Linked DNA regions of Mus musculus: region 1 is linked to region 2. Evidence: chromatin contacts called from public promoter capture Hi-C data. All regions are on one chromosome and are shown on one strand. The core of a region is the stretch at or near the end of the contact, and the rest is flanking DNA. Distances in the headings are between cores, read along the strand shown.

The links. Promoter capture Hi-C pulls out the DNA fragments that hold promoters and counts their contacts.
Region 1: a promoter capture Hi-C map of erythroid cells shows a contact between it and region 2, with 5 times the contacts expected there. The contact joins the promoter of Epb42 here to the promoter of Serf2 in region 2. A contact is called at or near these places in 1 of 39 promoter capture datasets (erythroid cells) and 1 of 9 other capture datasets (liver).

Annotation. Positions count from the first base shown.
Region 1 is chr2:121,034,707-121,039,224 of GRCm38.p6, forward strand. It overlaps Epb42 (erythrocyte membrane protein band 4.2), which reads right to left and starts at 2,171. Exons shown (of 13, transcript NM_013513.3): 1 at 1,878-2,171. The coding sequence starts at 1,887.
Region 2 is chr2:121,446,172-121,450,519 of GRCm38.p6, forward strand. Serf2 (small EDRK-rich factor 2) reads left to right here and starts at 3,027. Exons shown (of 3, transcript NM_011354.3): 1 at 3,027-3,270; 2 at 3,804-3,912. The coding sequence starts at 3,264.

The DNA of each region.
Region 1 (4,518 bases), core at 921-3,420, 410 kb before region 2:
CATTTGAACTTCAGCTTTCCTCTCTTTAGACTAACTGTCCCTCTTTGAAGAGTTATACGAAATGAGTTACACACATATACACTTCCGTTTCTGTGCTAGCATTTACTTTGCACTAGCATAATGACAAACGTGTATTAAGACCCATTAAACATTAACATTTATTTCTGGCTCTGAATCCAAACAATGAATAAATCTCGAATCTTGCCCACTCCTCATATCCCTCTTTTTTGAGACAGGGCCTCATGTACCCTGGGCTAGTCTTCAACTTTCTGTGTACCTGATGTTGAACTTCTAATATTCCCGAATCCCCCTTCCCAGTGCCTGGGATGGAACACAGGCCTGTGCCTACCAGGTGAGCACTCCACCCCCGAGCTACAGGCTTAGTGCCACATTCAGGGTTTTGAGAGCACAATTAGATAATATTAGAACTGGTTTGAGGCCACTGAGTCAAATCCTCTTGTCATAAAGATGAGATGGGCAAGACTGAGAATAGAATCAACTCACCTGAGATCATGTGTGAGTTTTGATCTAAAGGCTCACCATCTCATGACACTTGAAAGGAGGTGGCTGAGTTGTGAGCCCACCTTCTCTGATGGTTGAGTTGGCTGGGTGGTGGAGGGGTGAGCTGTCACATGATGTGAACCAGGTACACTGGGGTCATTCAGTAACCACAGCATCATGGTGTGAGCTATTCTTCAGAATCCTTTGGACTTTTTTCTATCTGAAGGCTTCTCTCTTTTACCTGAAAGGTGCTTGGTCACCTTCTAATACCTAGAGACATTTCCTCTAAAGTCCCTGCTGACTTCTCCAGGTAGAGCTTGGTCCCATTTTACAAGCATCATCCACTGCTCCCTGCCCGTTGACCCCTCCCCCACCGCCATCCCAGCGAGCGAGCTCATTGAGAGGCTGTGTGTACTTCATGTCTGCATTCTCTGCCCAGCACTATGCTGAACACAATTGATTTCCCAGTCGATGTTTGCTCCCTCAATGACAGACCATGAACGTGGAATCAGCCCTAAGAAGAATTTCTCAGATGCACTCGGGGCTCAGGCTGCACTGTGCTGGCCCTCACAGCGGAGGTGCCCAGAGTTTCTAAGTCCTCTCAATGGGTTTGTCTTACTGCTTTGCCTGTCTCTGTCCACTGTACTTGTGTTAACCAGCTCCCACCATCCCTTCCCTCCTATTAAGCTTTGAGGATGCGAGCCTCACGATTTCCCAGGCATCTTTAGTTTCTTTCTATTGCTGTGTTAAAACACCATGTCCAAAAGCAACTTGGTAAAGAAAGGGTTTATTTTATCTTATGTAGTCCATCATTCAGGGAAATTGGGGCAGGAACCCGGAGGCAGGAACTGAAGCAGAAGCCTCGAAGGAACAGAGGAGCTCTACTTACTGACTTACTCAGCCTGCCTTCTTATATACTACCCAGGACCACCTGCCTAGGACGGCACAACCCACAGTAGGCTGGGTCCTCGCACATCAATCGACAATAGAGAAAATGAACCACATGCTGGCCCACTGGCCAAGCCACAGGGGATTTTTTTTTTTTCTCAATTGAGATTTTCTCTTCCAAAATGATTCTGGCCTGTATTGAGTTGACATAAAAAGGAGCCAGCACCTCAGGTGTAACTCATTTGTATCATAGCCTAGAGAGTTGTAGCCATTTGCATTATGTTGATCCTGGGCTATGAATACAAATGCATGATAATTATTCATAAGTGCAATTAAAATTGCCATGCAACTGCCTACCCCACACTCACACCACCACCATTTCTCTTCCCACTCCTCACATCTTACATACCCTACTGTCACCTCCATGACCAACTTATTTCCTTGAATAAAAACATGTCACCCAGCAGCCAAGAACTGGGTTAGCTTACCTTGCCCCATGGCTGCAGGCTACTGGAATCCACAGCCCAGGAAGTGCTGACCTCACACTGTCGCTTCTGTGTTCTCTCTCTAGATCTATCTCCACACTGGCGAAGATGGTGGACTTCTGTTGGTTTAAAGCCTCTGAAAAGCCAATTCCCCTCACTCCTCCTGTGAGCCTGCTGGCAGGTGTCTTGGCTCCTGCTCCCTCCCTGCTGCTATCTCCTAGGCCAGCTGCTGGGAGTGACCCTTTCCTCTCTCATGATGCCGCTTAGGCAGGAGGCCTAGGCAGGCCTCTGTCTGTCAGGCTAGATCAATAACTCCTGAGAAGACTTGCTGGCTGGAAAAAGTTCCTCAAAGCCTGACTCTTCAGTGACTTCAAGAACCCTTCACAGATGTTTTCTGGACAACTCTAGATGCTGCTGTATAAACAGTGGGTCCGAACCCAACTCTGAACCTCCTGCCTCAAGTAAAATATGAGCAGCTGCTTACCATATGCATGTCAGGAAACCATCTGTTTGAACGAGATAAGGAAATAGAGACTGTTGAAAAAGAAAATACAGAGGCCAGGGCCCACGCTCTTTGGAGATGACCTGCTCTGGGACAGCCAACCAGAGACAGTTTAGAATTGTTTGGGGCTCTGCTCTAGTCCTTCTGCTTCCTCCTTGGTTCTTAAGGATGAAGGCACAGGAAAGGGTCTCCTGTCTGGCCCTCCCGGACTTTCTGGCTCTTTGCCTGGGCTTGCCAATGTATGTCCAGGGGAACATTCGGGGCAGCTGGTATGTGAGGTGCCCGTGGAAGGACACAGAACAGGCCACATGAGTGAGCACTGTTTCCTGTGGACAGGGAAGCTCGGGTGGCTTGCTTTGCTGTTCACCCTTTTAAAACTTTTAACTATAACCTCCTTGAAGAATAATGACAAAAAAAGAAGAGAGAAAGGAAGGAAGGAAGGAAGGAAGGAAGGAAGGAAGGAAGGAAGGAAGGAAGGAAGGAAGGAAGGAAGCCCTACTGCCTCCTAACCTCCAGATAAGACATTTTCCCTAAGAACTGAAGAATCAGATTTTTCATTATTTGATTTTTTTTTTACCTGGAAAACACACATCTAAACATGATGAGAAAAGGTGACTAGGACCTGGCCAGTACCAGCATCCTGAAGCCAGTATAGTAGTTTTCACACCTGTAATTACTGACTGTTGGAAATGTAATTAAAGCCTTAACTTACAGTACTTAACAATGAGAGGTGGAATATCAGAAATAAACCCGAGGAATGTGGAAGGGCTGTGAGGAAAAGGACTGGAGGGCAGAAGGAAGACATGAAGAGATGAGACTGTAGCTCCGGAGCTTGGATAGGATGCCTCAGTATCATTAAGACACCAAACTTCCCCGGCTGATCTTCAGGTTTATGATCTTTTTTTTTTTTTTTTAATTAGGTATTTTCCTCATTTACATTTCCAATGTTATCCCAAAAGTCCCCCATACCCTGCCCCCTCACTCCCCTCCCCACCTACTCCCACTTTTTGGCCCTGGCGTTCCCCTGTACTGGGGCATATAAAGTTTGCAAGTCCAATGGGCCTCTCTTTCCAGTGATGGCCGACTAGGCCATCTTTTGATACATATGCAGCTAGAGACACGAGCTCTGGGGGTACTGGTTAGTTCATAATGTTGTTCCACCTATAGGGTTGCAGTTCCCTTTAGCTCCTTGGGTACTTTCTCTAGCTCCTCCATTGGGGGATCTGTGTTCCATCCAATAGCTGACTGTGAGCATCCACTTCTGTGTTTGCTAGACCCCGGCCTAGTCTCACCAGGTTCATGATCTTAAGGCTCCAGCAAACCCATCAAAACGATTGTCCTTTGAAACCAGGTAGACTGATTTTAAGTTTTAAAAAGAAACATAAAAAGCAGAAATAACATGTGATCAGGGATCCTAGATAATAAAATGAGGTGTGGGATCAGATGGAGATGAACAGAGGGTCAGGAAATTGAACAGAGGTGTGTAGCAATGAGGGATGGAGAACTGGGGGTAGCAACCAGAAAGTCCCAGATGCCAGGAAAACAAGAGTCTCCCAGGACCCCATGGGGATGACATTAGCTGAAGTACCCCACAATGGGGAAGGAGAACCTGTTGAGACCATATCCAGAGATTAGGAATGGTTGAGGGATGGGGCCACCCAACTATCTCCAAAATTTTAACCCAGAATTGCTCCTGTCTAAAGGAAATACAGGAACAAAGAGTGGAGCAGAGACTGAAGGAAAGGCCATCCAGAGTCTGCCCCACCTGGGATCCATCCCACATGCACATACCAAACCCAGACACTTTTGTGGATGCCAAGAAGTGCTTGCTGACAGGAGTCTGATATAGCTGTCTCTTGAGAGGCTCTGCCAGATCCTGACCAATACAGATGTGGATGCTTGCAGCCAACCATCAGACTGAACACAGGAACCCCAATGGAGGAGTTAGGAGAATGACTGAAGGAGCTGAATGGGTCTTATCTGGCATCAATGAGAGGAGAGGCCCTTGGTCCTGTGAAGGCTTGATGCTCCAGTGTAGAGGAATGCTAGGGCGGTGAGGTGGGAGTGGGTGGGTGAGTGGGGGAGCACCCTCATAGAAGCAGAGTAAGGGGGATGGGATAAGGGGTTTGTAGAGAAGAAACT
Region 2 (4,348 bases), core at 1,777-4,276:
TTTCTTTTTTTTGTTGTTTTGGTTTTGGTTTTTCGAGACAGGGTTTCTCTGTGTAGCCCTGGCTGTCCTGGAACTCACTTTGTAGACCAGGCTGCCTCTGCCTCCCCAGTGCTGGGATTAAGGGCGTGTGTTTTTTGAAACAGGGTCTTACTATGTAGCCCAGGCTGCCCTTGAACTCCAGATTTTCCTGCCTCAGCTTCCAGAGTCCTGAAGTCACAGGTGTAAACAGCCATGCCTGGCTCCCCAAGTCCACTGTGAAGCTGCTTGTTTTCCTACAGTGTCCCTACAACAGCTGTCAGGGTGCCATCTGTCTTCCCTGCTCCAAGGGCATTTTTTATTTTTATGACACTTTTTTTTTATGGGAACATACTCCCTTGCTTTTATGAACCCATTTTACTCTGTGCCTCTGCTTAAGTCTTGCCTTGGTAAGCGTTGCTGTCATTGTGTCAGTACTGTCCTTCTGTCTCCTTGACCTAGTTTCAGAGGCAACTTAGTATTCACTCACTAACCATGGCTCTGCATGGGCCTGCGGGCCTGAGGGAGTAGGGTCTGATGGCTCTCACAGGCTGGCTGTTCCCTCTCCTCAAGGGTTCTTCTTGCCCCTCCGTGGCTGTGCCCATTCTCCATCTTTACATCCATCCATTGCAGCGTGAATCACTTCACTGGCCCAGATCAAGGTCCATGGAGCCCACCAATTTCTCCCTAGCATAGAAGCAGCAGTTCCATTCAGTTACTTTGTACACAGAGAAACGTGGTCTCAATAAAACAAAAGACCAAAACCAAAACAAACAAAGGAAAGGAGAAAAAAAAAAAAAACTCAACCCCCCCCCAAAACAAAACAAAACAAAAAACCTTGGTTTAATTTCCAGTGGGCAGTTAGGCAAGGAGGAGGATGGGGAGAGAAAGAAAAATTGAAACATATTAACATTAATAGCAGGAGCCGTAGTGATGACTCAGTTGTGGTTAAGAGGATAACAATATTTCAGCAGAGGGGCGGGATTTGGTTCTCAACACACACACACTGGGTGGTTCATATCCACCTGTAACTACTCTGCCACGAAGCTATCCAACACACTTTTCTGGCCTTTATGGGTACTACACAAACCCACACCCAGACACATATACACACACATATTTTTGAAAAAAAATCTTTAAAAATATTAATAGTTCAAGTGGGATTGAACATAGGAAAAATTGAAGATGGTAATGTTTTGTTTTGTGGTTTTGTTTCCTATCTGCTCTTCACAAAGCCAGTTTGAAGTCTTAGTCTCAACTTGATTCTGGGATAGGCATTAGTTTACAGTCCCATCAAAATTTACCACCATACATTTAAATTCATTTCCTTCATCCCGGTGTGTGTCTTTAGAGAACAACTTTCACTTTTATCTTATTTATTTATTTATTTATTTTGATTTTTCGAGACAGGGTTTCTCTGCATAGCCTTGGCTGTCCTGAGACAGGGTTTCTCTGCATAGCCCTGGCTGTCCTGGAACTCAGAAATCCGCCTGCCTCTGCCTCCGGAGTGCTGGGATTAAAGGCGTGTGCCACCACTGTCTTTTATTATCTTTCTGAGGCAGGGTCTGTCATTGTTTCTGTTGGATTGCTTTTGCTTTGTATTCCAGGCTCACTGGTCCTTGAACTTCCAGAAAATTCTCCCATCTCTACCTCTCTTCTCACTATGGGAGTAGTAGGATTACAGATAACACACCACCATACCTACCATTTTATGAGAGTTCATGGATCCAGTCCTGCGACCCCTTAATAAAGTTCCTTATGTAGTGGTGACCCCCAACCATAGAATTATTTTTTGTTTTTGTTTTTCGAGACAACAGCTGTGTAGCCCTAGCTGTCCTGGAACTCACTCTGTAGACCAGGCTGGCCTCGAACTCAGAAATCCGCCAAGTGCTGGGATTAAAGGCGTGCGCCACCACCGCCCGGCTAGAATTATTTTTAAACTGTAATTTTTCTATTATAAATCGTAGTGTAAATATCTGTGTTTTTCAGTAGTCTTAGGCGACTCTGGTGAAAGAGTGGAGTGAAGTCTCTGAATTCAGCTGCTTAGTGAAGGTACTGGACAGGATAAAGTGCCTCTGGTCAGCAGGAAACGCATCCTACTGTTCTGGTTCATGTTGGGGTTATTTCATGATAGTTTAGCAGAATTCCTGTTGTCTTGGACCTGGGAAGGGAGAGAAGGCTTAACTAATCTTTTCTACAGGGGGCGCGCGCATCTGTGATTCAGCAACCGAAAATAAAGATTTAGTTACCAGCCTGATTTCTCTTACAAACCAAATGTAAGGTTTAGGGGAAATGATACAATGTAGGCACGGTCGAGAGAGAGGAGAGAGGAGGAGAGAGGAGACAGAGAGACAGAGACAGAGAGAGAGAGAGAGAGAGAGAGAGAGAGAGAGAGAGAGAGAGAGAGAAAGAGAGAGATGCAAACTAATAAAATAGGAGCATTCCCTAATCTCGGTTCCTGAAGTAACTCCACAGTCAGATTCGGGTATGCTTCGTCACCCCCAAGGCACATTCAAAGTTTCTGTGGGCAGTCTTAAGTCCAGTTCAGTAGTGGAGATGTGCATGCAGGAGCTCTGGACTCAAGCTCTTGGGAAATGATTGCAGGATCACTTTATGACACACTAAAACTGGCTGCGCTTAGGGGCGAGGAAAGTGGAAAGGGGTTTCCTAATTGTCTGCGTATGTTTTCAGACAACTGTGGCAAGTGTTCGGCCAAGAGGCTCGGAGACCGGGGAACCGCACTAAGTTTAGCTCCAGAGAACTGATAGCACATAACCGGATGAACGACCTAGGAAATCCCGCCCTCACCCCGTCCCGTCCCCGCCCCGCCCCTCCCCCGCGTTCCTTCGGGGCGACTTTGTCAGTCAGTACCCTAAACTGTCCCACATGAGGTCACTTTGCCTAGTCACGTGCCCGGCCCCGTCGGAGCGCCACATCGCCAGCCGCACCCCTCCACCCCCCGGCCACGTGACCCGGCCTAGTTTCTACAGGCTGGGACCCAGCGCTCCGGGGAAGCCCCGCCCCGTGCCAGCGCTCCGCCCGCCGAGCTCCGCTCTTCGCCCTCCGGGACTGGCGCGTGGCACCGCACTCCACGTGTTTCCCCCTGCCCAATGAAAGCGGGCGCCCGGGCGTGAAGGGGCGGGAGGAAGAAGACGACTTGGTGGCGTCGCGCGAAGGGGGCGGGGCCTGCAACGTCGGCCCGAACGAGGGGGACGCAACGGAGGCAGGTTGGAGCCGCTGCCGTCGCCATGACCCGTGAGTGCTGGGACCTTTTCCTCTCTCCCTTTTCTTTCTGCTCTCGCTCCCCGCGCGCCCGGGTGCCGGCGTGTGCGTCCCCTCGGCTTCCCCGGCGGGCGGAAGGGTCTTTAGGGAGCGCTCTCCAGCTGCCTCCCGCCCAGCCGGAAGCGCAGCCCTCTGCACGCCGCCACTTGCGGAGACCCCTGTGTTGGGCGCGGGCCGCCGCCGGCTTTCCGCGCTGGGGAAGCCGGGTTCCCTGAGTGGTGGGCCCCGGCGCGTGCCCGTGAGGCCCCGGCGCGTCCCACACACCGCAGCAGCTGTCTGGGCCCCCGCGCCGCCTCAAACTTGACGCGCGCCGCCAGCAGTCTCGACCGCACCGTCCTCCCGCACCCCCAAGTTAACCTACCCCGGGCAGCCGAAGCCCCGCGATGGGGTCGGCGCTGCGGCGGGGGTTGGGGGGACGGTCGGGGTCCCAGTTGCGGGGAGGAGGGGCGCTGGTGTGTACGTGGAGCGGCTCCGGCGTCTCACTTTGTACCTTCTCTTCTTCTTAGGCGGTAACCAGCGAGAGCTCGCCCGCCAGAAGAACATGAAGAAGCAGAGCGACTCGGTTAAGGGAAAGCGCCGAGATGATGGGCTTTCTGCTGCCGCCCGCAAGCAGAGGTAGCCCCAGGGAGGGAAAAGGAAGGGTCGGGCCGGGACTGGACGGGGAGACCTGGGTTAGAGAAAGGGGTGTACCAGGAGAGAGAGCTATTGCAGGGTCCAAGTCTAGGTTAGATGTGAGGGGCAGAGTGCATTGCTTCCTCTAGGGTTTTATTTCCTCCCCACTCTAAATTGTTAGGTCACAGCCATACAGGAAGGGACTGGGGCGGGTCCCTGTCCGCAGGCTGATTTCTGCGGGCCTTAGTTCTGACCTTAAGGGCAAGGGCAGGGGCTTCACATATCAAGTGTAGTTGTTTTGACAGCCCAGTACTTTTGACCCTCCTTGCTGCTTGTCTCTCCTCCCTCTTCCCGACTTTCTCACTAGTGTTGTTGGGGTGTGGTACTTAGTACAGAATAGAGAGCCTTGGGCCTGAGCGGCCAGACTTCTGACCCCTTG